2 separate regions of the Ovis aries genome follow, and region 1 is linked to region 2. A link is a contact called in public Hi-C data. All regions are on one chromosome and are shown on one strand. The core of a region is the stretch at or near the end of the contact, and the rest is flanking DNA. Distances in the headings are between cores, read along the strand shown.

Evidence for each region. Hi-C and Micro-C count contacts between places; a contact is called where the count stands out from the background.
Region 1: a Hi-C map of blood shows a contact between it and region 2, with 2.6 times the contacts expected there. The contact joins the enhancer-like site here to the promoter of CHST15 in region 2. A contact is called at or near these places in 4 of 16 Hi-C or Micro-C datasets (all in blood).

Annotation. Positions count from the first base shown.
Region 1 is chr22:43,329,929-43,335,328 of ARS-UI_Ramb_v3.0, forward strand. No RefSeq gene overlaps it. Among named protein-coding and RNA genes, the nearest start is that of CHST15, 43 kb to the left of the region's middle. Within about 2 kb of position 1,898, at least 11 of the 54 cell types and tissues checked have an H3K27ac peak or open chromatin away from gene starts, as enhancers often do.
Region 2 is chr22:43,286,791-43,292,635 of ARS-UI_Ramb_v3.0, forward strand. It overlaps CHST15 (carbohydrate sulfotransferase 15), which reads right to left and starts at 3,310. Exons shown (of 9, transcript XM_042238833.1): 1 at 3,163-3,310.

The sequences.
Region 1 (5,400 bases), core at 648-3,147, 42 kb after region 2:
CACCATGCCCACCCATGAAGCCTGCTCGTATCACCTGGGGTGGGGGCTGGTTGAGGCAGTGGAGGTCAGCCTACACCACAGACTTTGTAGAAATGGTTCAAAGTTCATGCCAGCTGGCTGGCGAATTACCAGCGTCAACTTAGTCCAAGAATTGGGAGGGCTGGAGACTGGTTAGTACCACTGAGTAGTCTCATAAAGCTTGCTGCATGCTTATTATAAGTTTTAAAATGTAAGTTTCTGAAACATTTAATTTTCCCATTTGCCCTTGGCTGTTTGTGGATTTTGCCTCCGCTGAAATCTGAGGCCCTGAGGAGCTCTATTTAAAGCCGCCATCCAAGTTTTGTGGCAGACAAGGGGAGTGTCCGCGTGGAGGTTTACAGAAGAGTTTAAAGAGATGTCTCAGCTCTGATGCCGCCGTCTTGGTTAGCACATATCATCCTTGGGAAGAAACCTCTGGGGGGCTGGGAAGTAAACCTGCTTCTGAGGTTTGTTCCTGAAACCCAGAAAGAAAGAAATAGCATCACCCCCAGAAACCCTCCTGCTCAGATGTTTGATCTTAGCCCAGCAGCCACACAGCAAGGCTGGCCAGCCCACCCACCCACCGACCCCTTGATGGGGGCCTGTCCTGGGCTCAGTAACTACAGGGTCATTTGTAGCCCTTCAGGGCTGGAGTGGCTGTAAACCCAGCCAGCGCAACTCCCTCAAATTATAGCAGAGGCCCAGTAAGGGTGAGTGACTTGCCTAAAGGCACACAGCAAGTAAGTTCCAGAGCAGAGGGCTGAACGAAGCCAGGCTCCCTGCTGGCCCATCCACGCTCTGCTTTCTCCTGCACAGCCCTGCCTTCCTGGGCCTCCGAACTCGAAAGAATCATCTTTGCTGAAGCAGGTTGGGGGCAGCCAAGGCAGAGGTCACTGAGCTACTGAACCATTCTTTACCCCCTGCCACCGATATGTCCTAATAACACCCCCTGAAGAACCCAGAGAGTGAGGTGTGCAGGAAACCACGAAACTCTTGTTACTTCCTCTTCCTGCTCTGTTTTCTGTGAGAACCAAGTGTGAAATCTAAAACAGCAGCTTTGGAGTCATGGATGGGCAAGATCTCACTGAGAGTCTCAGGGACTCTCCCCACCTAGGAGGTGACGCCCCAGCCAGCATCCTTGTCGCCTGTCTGCTGACACAGCCCGTGATGAGAGCTGACTCCAGCTAGCCGGGCTCTGCCTGCAGCCCTGCAGATACTCCAGCTTATTGTCCTTGTAGATGCCCCTCCCTGGAAGGACGAGACCCTGCAGGTCTGCCCTGCACAGCATCACCCCAGCGCCCAGCCCAGGAGAGGCGTTCCATTTGTATTTGTCTAGAAACATCCTCTGCCTGCCCATCTGCTTCTGAGGGGACCTCAGCCTGTGTCCGTCCTTCTTCAGGTGTGATGGCCAGGAGCCCGCCCAGCCCTTGAGGGTTGAGTCTGATGTTGCTGTGTGGGTGCATGTGTGTGAGTGTGTGTCTGTGTGTTGTATGCATATGTGTGTGTCTGCTTGTGCGAGAGTGGCTGTGTGAATGAATGTGTATATGTGTGTGTCTGTGTCTGAGTGTCTGTGTGGGTGAATTCGGTATATGTGTGTGTTATGTTACAAATGTGTGTATCTGCAAATGTGAATGTGTGTGTTGTGTTACGTATTGTGTGTGTGTGTTGTGCATGTGTGTGTCTGCGTCTGTATGAATGAGTGTGAATATATGTGCATGAGCATGTCTGTGTGTGTGTGCACGTGTATCTGCTCACTACTGTCTCTGTGTAGGTCTCTGAGTCCCCACCCGGACGTCCTTCGGAGGGAAAGCTGGGTGTGGCTTCCTGGTGACAATCACACACGTGTGGAGACTTTGTCTCTGAATCACCGAGCACAGGCCTTGATGCCCAGGAGGTGCCCAGCATGACTCAGCCGTTACTGTTAGCACAAGGCCATGGTGACTTGTAACCAAGGTCCTCCCTGCTGGATTAGCCATGTCCTGCCTGAAGGGAGATTGCAAGGTGGGGAGGTGGAAAGTCCTTGCTACGGGCTGAATGTTTGTGTCTTCACAGCTTCACGTGTAGGAATTCTAACCCCCAAAGGTGATGTTCTTAGTAGGTGGACTTGGGGGAGGTGACTAGGTCATGAGGGTGGTGCCCTCATGATGGGATTTGTGCCCTAATAAAAGAGACCTCACTGCTCCCCTGCCCCTTCTAGCATGTGAGAGGGGACACCCTGAAAATGCACAGTCGAGAACCAAGAGGACCCTCACCTGAGCATCCTGGACTTCCATGGACAAAGGGGCCTGGCGGGCTCCAGTCTGTGGAGTCACAGAGAGTCGGACACGCCTGAGTGCGTAACACAGCCAGCCAGCAGTCGTGCCACGCTCCAGCAGCCTGAGAGGACAAGGCGGCCCCTCTCCCCCACCTTGCAGCAGCAGGGTTCCTGAGAAGCCTCTGACCCAGAGTTCTGTTCAGAGGGAACCCCAACAGCCCATGGGACGTGGGGCCACAGTCCATACCACCCCCTGAAAAACTGTTTTATAGAAGGGGCAAGGACATTGAGTCACCACCCACAGAGTCAGGGCCTAAATAAATATTTTCCATACTTCATCTCATAGCTCTGCGGGGTGGAAGGAGAGTCCGTTCAAAACTTCAGGTCACCACCCACGGGCAGGGCCACTTCCACACTGGCCAGTCACTGTTAGCGGTCCCAACAAGGCTACAGACTGAGCCTTAGAGCCCCTCTTTCAGGAGCAGAAAGCTTGGAGGAGTTCAACGACCCCTCCCAGAGACACAGAGCCCAGCTAGGTCTGTCCTAGTTCTGTCCACGCTAAGACAGGGCTTTCGTCACTGGGCCCCAGAGGCCACTGCGGGACTTCCTGACACACCACCCAACGAAACAAAACATCCTCAGCTGTCCTTGTGTGTGAAGCAATGCACGTCCCGCTGCCGAGAATCACCACCAAATCTCTCCAAGTTGGGCAATTCGCAGCATGATTTGTGAAACGAGGAACAGGATATGCTCTGACCCCTGAACCTCTTCCCCGCTGACCCTCTCTGGTTCCAGCTGAGCTCTCATTTTCTAAGATAAGTGAGAGACAATCTCTTAACCCAGAAGTTCGATGGTCGCTACTTCCGGGGGAACCATCTCCACCTGGAGGGTTAAGGTCTCAAAACAGAATTCCCACAAAATGAAAACAGGGCAAAAAATCAACTGAGAAGAGTAGGTGTGACCTTCATCACAAAGGGCTGATTTCCTTCAAACACAGAAGTGACCATGAGTTGGATGACCCAGAGAATAGTGGGCAGCATCGTGTGAGGGCAATTTACAAACGAAGAGATACAAGTGGTTGAGGAGTGCAAGGGGGAAAGTTCAGTCTCAACAGTGAACGATAAAAACAAACTAAAATACTAAGATGCTATTTTTTTAAAATAGATTGGCCAAGACAATACCTGGTCCAGATGAGGAAGCAGAGAAATTGGCCCTCCGTACACTGACACTGGGTGTTTAAATTGGCACATCTTTCTGAAGGGCAATCTGGCAATGTACGTAAACTTGACCCCATAATTATTTTAAGACTGTATCTCAAGGGACTTGGTTGAGCTGTAGGCAGAGCTGAATATACAAAGACAGTCATTGTGTTGATACTTAGAATACTGAGAATTCTGGGGAAAAAATACCCCAAATGGCCAGCAATAAATTGCTGCTCATGAAAACTACAGTAAATCCATATGAAGGGATATAATGCCACTCTTAGAAATGCCGTGGCATCAGAGGCTTTGACTCCAAGTCCATTGTCCTCCCACCAGAGGAAGCTGGCTCTCAATCTCACCCTGGAGAGCCTCCTTCTTTTGTGGTTGCAAATCTGCTGGGACAGCAGCAGTCACTAACGCCCCTGAAATGATCCAAGACGCCATGGGCTCGGGTCTGGGAAGGAGAGGGAATGTGGGCCAGGATGTTCCACCAGCATCCGATTTGAAGCCACATGTTTTCAAATATGAGGCTAATTAAGTAATTACATCTTGCGTATTTCACTCTTGTTTACTTCAGCAGCAGCCCCACCCCGGCCACTTGGAAGTACGCATGTGGTCCATATGAGGAAGAGCCCAAAGCGAAGGCCACAAGTCCTGCTTTCCAGCACCTGTCAAGCGTGTGCCCTTGGACCTCTCAGAACACCCAGTGCCTGCTCTGAGACCACCCCTCCGCTGGCACCTGGCTGACGCAGGGACTCATCAAGTGGCTCATTGGCCCCGGCCGGTGGCTGGTTTTTCCTCTGCAGTTTCCCTTACCAGCCATTTTATTCCCTTGGGCTCCCACCACTTGGAGCAGTGATAGGATCCCAGGAGAGCCAACTCACTGGAAAAGACCCTGATGCTTGGAAAGATGGAGGGCAGAAGGAGAAGGGGGCGACAGAGGATGAGATGGTTGGATGGCACCACTGATTCAATGGACGTGAGTTTGAACAAACTCCTGAAGTAGAGAAGGACAGGGAAGCCTGGCGTGCAGCAGTCCATGAGGTCGCAAAGAGTCAGACACAATTGAGCAACAGAACAACAGCTGGATCTCAGAAAGCTAAAGAAGAGAAAAAGTGAAAGCCCAAGTAGTCATTGAAATAAGGGGTCGGGGAGGAGCACTTACCACTGCACACACCCCTCGTCACTCTGAGTGAAAGTCGCGGAATTTGACCCAGTGATGTGGCAAATGGGGTTAATTCCCCAAATCACTCCCCAGTTCTAATAGTCAGTCGAGCACAGACCAAGCTTTTCCTCCAGGCTGTGGGGCTCCCTGCATGGACCATCCTGGCACTTCCACACTCTGCTGCAGGGAGGTAGGTGTTGTTGGTCTTCCTTCCTGCCTGTGTAGTCACCCCCCAGAAGGGTCTGTGATGACATCTCACAGCCACCTCCTTCTCCAAAGAACGCATCTTTGCCTGGGAGGCTATGCCTTCCCCTAGACCAAGGTCAATATTGGACCAAGTCCTTGGACTGAACCGTAGACTGGCCTCCTGCCTCAAAGTCACTCCCAGCACTGAGATGCAGTACCTGCCTTGGAGCTGCAGGTTCAGGCAGAAGTAAGACTCTAGCAGAGACCGCATCTTGAACTTAGCTCTGCGCCCAACCCCATCCACTTCCCTCTCTCTTCTCCTGAGAGCCCTTTTCCAATAAAGCCTCTGTTTCAGGTTCTGCTTCACAGAAGCTAAGGCCAGCTTTTTGGGTTCAGCTCGCCTGGCAGTTCTTGAACACTCCATCTGACTGATGCCCTGTGCCAGATATGGATAGTTAGAAGCCCCTGCATCCTTCTGGGGAGGTCTGTTCATTAGATACAGCATCTGAGCTGGTCAGAGTAGAAGGAAACCTCAGTTAACACTTGGCTCTGTTTCCCAGAGTGAGTCCTAAGGT
Region 2 (5,845 bases), core at 2,060-4,559:
ACTTGTCAAGTCAATTTTTCTCCCAGCTAGGTAGAGCTGAGTCAAAGCTGCCCTCTTGGGTAAGGCATGTGATCACCTGCTCAGGGCAGCCCCGGAGTCTCCCCAACTCTCCCCATCCCCTGGAGCTAGCAGGGATTCACCTGGATGCCAGTGCGCCCGGCAACCTCCAGCCAGGTCCTAGGTGGCCTTGGACACCCACAGTCTAATCACAGCCCAGCTCTAAACTGAAGCACCCACCAGCACAGGTTCCAAGAGCCTGGGGGTCCTGTCGACCAGATGGTTAACTTGGGGCTTCTCTTCTGCACCTTCTCCAGATACCAAATAAGCAAAGTCTACTTCCCAACCTCGCCCAAACTTTCCTGCAAACACTGCCTCTTCCACACACTGGGATTAATCTTCTCTTCTTCGGGCCAGTGGAAAAACCAAACACCTCCCTTCTCCTGGCCACAGGCAACAGCAACAGAAACGAAGGAAAGTGCAGACACAGAGACCTCACAGCAGCCACTGTGACAGGGCTGGGACCTCTGGCCATCTGATCGTCAAAGAAAGCAAGGCAGGCAGGGGATCCACTCTGCACAAAGCAGCCTCTCCATCCTGCCTCCAAACACAAGGTCCTGGATGAATTAACCCTGCTCGCTGCAGTCATCCAACACCCGAGAAAGAACACAAAAACACTGCTGAATTTCCTTCCAAGGGCCAGGGAGCTGGACCTGGAAGGGGGAGAAGAGCCCCCTGCAGCTCCACTTCTGACTCACTTGCGCACCTATGCACCGAGAGAGCCTGGCAAGCTGCTTCACCTGCTGGCTCAGTTCCCCACCCCCCACCCCCCACCAGCAGGAGGCAGGACATTCTTCTGCCAATCTTTCAGGAGCTAGAGAGAAAAACCTATTTGAAAAACCTATTTGATTAAAAACTACCTAGCAGCAGCAGTTAAAAGGCATTTTATTCCCATGCTATTTTAAACAAAATCATGTATGATTTGTATGCTAAGACATCCGGATTCAACATACTGTTGGTAAAATTAAGAACCATGTTCTGGAAGGGAGGGCTCCTGATTTTGCACCACTGGGGGAAGGGGAGTAGGAAAGTTGGGCGTGGAAAATGTTGTGTGTTGAGGGGGGCAGTTCTAGAGGAACTTGGGGCAAATCTCCAGGCCTCAGTTTCCCCCCGGGTGCCTCAGGAGGTGCGCCCCCGGGCTGCCCTTCTGCTCCATCACCTGGTGGATGTCCTTCTAGAACCGCAGCTGATAAGAATTGGGGCCCTGCAAACCCCTCGGCTCAGCCTCACAAGACAGCGCGCCACATCCCTTCGCGGGGCGTCCTGGGGCTTCCTTGAGATATAACTTCATTCCCCCAAACTCCGCGCCATCAACTCACCCAACGTGAATGCAGCAAGGGCCTCGGGGAATGGGAAAACGGGGCCGGAGGCGGGGAAGCTGGGCTCAGCCCCAGGCTTTATTGCCTCTTTCTCGAACCTCCCTACTCCAGGCGCGGACGTCCAGCTGCCAACAGCCAGCCCCCGAACCTCAGCCTTCAGTCTGTACCCGCCGCTCCAGCCCCCGCGGGCCGACCCCGGCTGCAGGGCGGACGGGCAACGTGGGGCCGGGACCGCGACGGGGCGGTCAAGCAGCCGCGCCCAGGACCCTGGCGGCTCTGAATCCTAAACACACACGCACACACACGCGCGCACGCCGGCCAATCCGTTCGCCCGGAGGAGTCGGAAGGCGCTTCCACAGCGCTTCATTCATTCTCCCAAAGGCGAGGTTCGCTTCTCCCGGGAGCCTCCATCCTGCGATCTTAGGAGGACTCCAACGGGGCCACCTGCGCCACGACCCGTCCCTCATCAGCCCACGGCCGCCGAGTCCTCTCCACCCGCACCTACAACCCAACAGACTCGCGCTCCATCCCGATCCGCGGCGTCGCCCCCTCGCCGGGGCTGATGCCACCCCGGCTCCCCGCAGCTCCGCCGCCCCGCAGCCACCGCAGCCCCCGCCGCCCCGCCGCGCCGCTCGGTTCAGACCTGCAGCGTTCGGCTCGCCGCGCCCAGGCCGGCTGGGGACGCCGCCGCCGCCGCCACCGCCGGGAAGCCTCGGCTCCTCCCAAGTCACACCGCCTCCGGAGCTGCGGCGGGGCGCTGGGAGGGGACAGGGGGCGGAGGGCCCGGAGGAAGAAGGCGGGGAGCAAAAGTTCAGGCCGCTCCGGGCCTCGCCGCGCCCCCGTCTCCTCCCAGGCCCGCCCACGAGGTCCCCCTCCCGGAACCCGGTCCCACGGGCTTCCGCGCCTGGGATCCCCCACCCCACGCCTCGCCGCCCGGAGCGGCTGCGGGATTGGAGCCGGGGCAGGAAGGTGGCCCCGAACCCTAGTCGGGGAGAGAGTGGCTGATAGCAAACACACCAAAGTGCCCCGGGCCGAACCTGGAAACTTCCCCGAAGTGCGACGGGGAGCGGAGCGCGTGGCGGGGGAATCCCCACCCCCACCTTCACCCCACGCGCGCTCCTAGGGAGAAGGCACCGATCCGTCGGTCAGTCGGTCCTCCGCCTGCAGAGCGCGCCCCCCGCACCCCCATTCCGACTCCTGGGGCCGTTCTCCTGGACAGCCGGCCTGTGCGTGCCCAGAGGCAGCTGTTCGCAGCGCCACCACCCCTTCGCCGAGTCCCCGGTCCCCGAGCTCCGATCGCATTCTCCCTAGCGGGAGAGGGGGGCGTGCGAGCCCTTGGCGCCGCCGCCGCCGCCTCCGAGCAGCCCTTCCCGCGGGGTCCCCGGCACTCGGGGCGCCCAGAGCGCGGCCGGGATCAGCGGCGAGGGGACGCCCTCCGCTGGAGACGGCGATTGCCTCGGTGAGGCTGGGCCGAGGGTCGCGGGGCCCAAACCTGCCTCGGCTCTGCGCGCGCTCGCAAGTTCATTGTCTGCCTGGGCCGTCGTCGCCTCCGCCGCCGCCTCCGCCGCTGCCGCCGCCGCCGCCGCCACCGCCGCCGCCACCGCGCGGGGAGCGCCGCGGGGAGTGAGGCTGCGCGCAGCCTCCTCCGGCCCGGACTCCCTACGCCCAGCCCGGGCCGACCCCGGCGCTGCCCGGCCGGAACGCGGAGGGGCGCCGGAGCTCGGGGCCAGACACCCACCCGCCGCCTGTGGCCGCCCCCGCGCCGCGCCTGGCACCCAAGTTGTACCTGAGAAGCCGGAGTCCAGCCTGGGGGCGGCGGGGGCAGCCCAGCCTCTGCGGCTCCGGCTCCGCGGGAGCGCGCCTAGCCCCGCGCCCGGAGCCCGGCATGCGGGGCGCGTCAACCTGACTCCCAGAGCGCAGGGAGGAAAAGTTTTGGGAGTGACGTGCGGATGGCGAATAAAACAACCGAAGAGAACCCGCCCCCCTCCCCCCCCCACCCCGCCCGCCGCCCCATGTCGCGCGGACACACATCAGCTTGGGTCTGGAATGTGAGACCAAGGCGTGCGCGCCGAGCGGTGGGTTTGGTTCCCGCCCCCTCCCGTTCCAAGTCAACACGAAATGTGAGCTGCGGTGATTTGGAACAGAAAGCAAACCGAAACCCCTCAAGTCTGCCAGTGACACCCTGCCGGAGACATTTTTTTAACGAACTTGGTGGTCTGGAGCAGCCCGTGCATTGATATTCAAGGCCACGGCGCTGGTGGGTTCTGCGCCCTCTGTTGTATTTTTGCATCTGGAGACGGCTCTCCCGGGCTCTTCGGCCCAGCCTGTTTGATTTCATGGAGAAGGAAGGTTCAGCGGGACCCCGAGCCCGGCCGCAGTGGCCCCGGGCGCGGCTGCTCCAGGAAACCACCGGGCTGCCCGAGGTCAAGGAAGTGGCGCACCAGTGGTCGACCTGGAGACTCTCCACCGGAGATAAACCAGTTGAAGAAAACACTGAATTCGGAAAGACTCAAGCCCAGCCACTCAGAAAACAGGTCTAAGGGACAGGGGGAAAAAAAAATCCTTGTCTTCGGTCACAAAGCCTTTTGCCGGCCGAGTCCCCTTGACCACAGTCCAGCATCTTGTCCTAGGATCGACCAGAAGTGGAGCTGAAAATTCTCCGTGTCAAGTGCTGACACACCGCTGAAGGACGCGTCCTGAGGGTACCTTCCCCATACCCTGTCCTCTCTTTTTGGAAAAACATGATTTTTATTGCCCTAGGCTCCTCTCACCCCCAGAAACTGTAGCCCACCCTGAGGTCATAAACTTCTGCTCAGCAGCCATGGCAACTAATGCAGGGGTCACAATCAGAGGATTATAACTGCAGATGTGAAGCTGGGATGAGAGGGGAATTCTTCAAAACGGTATCTTGTTTTCCTGCAAATAATGCCTCTTACATAAAATCTACGGAGAGATTAATGCAGCAAAGAGACCAGCCTTAGAATCTCAGACTAGATTGCTTTTTCCATATAGACACCACTTGGTGGGTTTTGTTCATTATTATTATTATTTTTTAAACAAAAAGCTTTTTCTGAAAATACAATGAGCTGCTTTTTGCAGGGTTCACAATTCCCAATAGATGATGATGCCATTTTTCAAGGTCTAACACACGTTGTGGCTTTGGGGCTTATTTATTAGCTCCCAAGAAAAGCCTGCCTTTCAGTGAGGTTTATATACTCAAGTAATTGCAGGGGGGGCGGGGGGGATGGACACAGAGCAGGGTGCTGTTGAAGGAGGTTGGTTGTGCATGCGTCTGCAAGGAAGGCCCTGGGCCAGGCAGCTGTCAGACCGGAGTGTGCAATGGGTTTAAACAAACACAGGGAAGGTTCTGTGGAAACACCCAGAAGGAAATCCCCTCCTGTAAGGGTGTGTGGAACATTATTCCATGGCCACACATACCTCTGTCTTTCCTCTCCTCCTTCCAAGTAAACACATCACTCTGTTGCATAGATGGCTCGGGGCCCACCCAGGTCACTTTCAAATTCAGGTGTCAGAAATCACGGTTGACATGGAGCAAATTGTTTCTAAGTATAGTCATGCTGCCGCTTTGATACAGATTCCACCAGGGACTTTCTAAAGGTATTTATACACGTGCCTGAGATTAACTGGAGGGCAGTTTTTCCTCTCAACTTTAATTCCCAAAAAAAAAAAAAAAAAATCATTCAAGAATTGCCCTTGAGTCTGTTACTCTGGAGAGCTGAGAGAACACCTAAATACTAGACGTGTGTGCATGAGTGGATGGATGGACAGATGGATACGTGTCTGTGCAAGAGGCTGATGTATCACATTGGCAACTAGTGAGTGAAAAAAGAATGCAATTTAAGAAAACAAATGTCTCTTCCCCAGATGCACACTTAAGCCTCCATAATTTTGGAATTAAATTGTCTGAGTTCAACCCCTACTGCTGACACTGACTAGCTGAGTGACACTGGACAGGTCACTTTTTGCTTTGCCTCCGTCTGGGGCCTATAATAACCCCTATATGCAGTAAGTTGAATTATTGACCCCACGTAGGTTATTACACTTTGATATCCTGTCACAGCGTCATAGTACATGGAACATGCTTCCCTATCCCTTGAGTTTGGACTTACCCACATGATTTGCTTTAGACAATGAGATTTTGAAGAATGTGGTTGAATCAGAGGCTCGACATGTGTTGCAGGCCTGGGCTTGCTCTCTTGTGCTTTGAATCCTTAATGAGAACAACACCAACACATCCTGAGAAGCTGCTGCTTCTCCAGCAAGGCCTTAAACTAAACATACATGGAGCAGACCCACACTCAACTTGCAGCTGGGAACCAAGTGATTCCCTCACACAGCTGGAATTTGAACTGCCTCCGCTGACCTATAAACACATGAACAAGGGGGAAAGGCGTGTTGCAAGGTGTATGTTGGAGTTTGGCTACACAACATTATCATGGCAGTGGCTG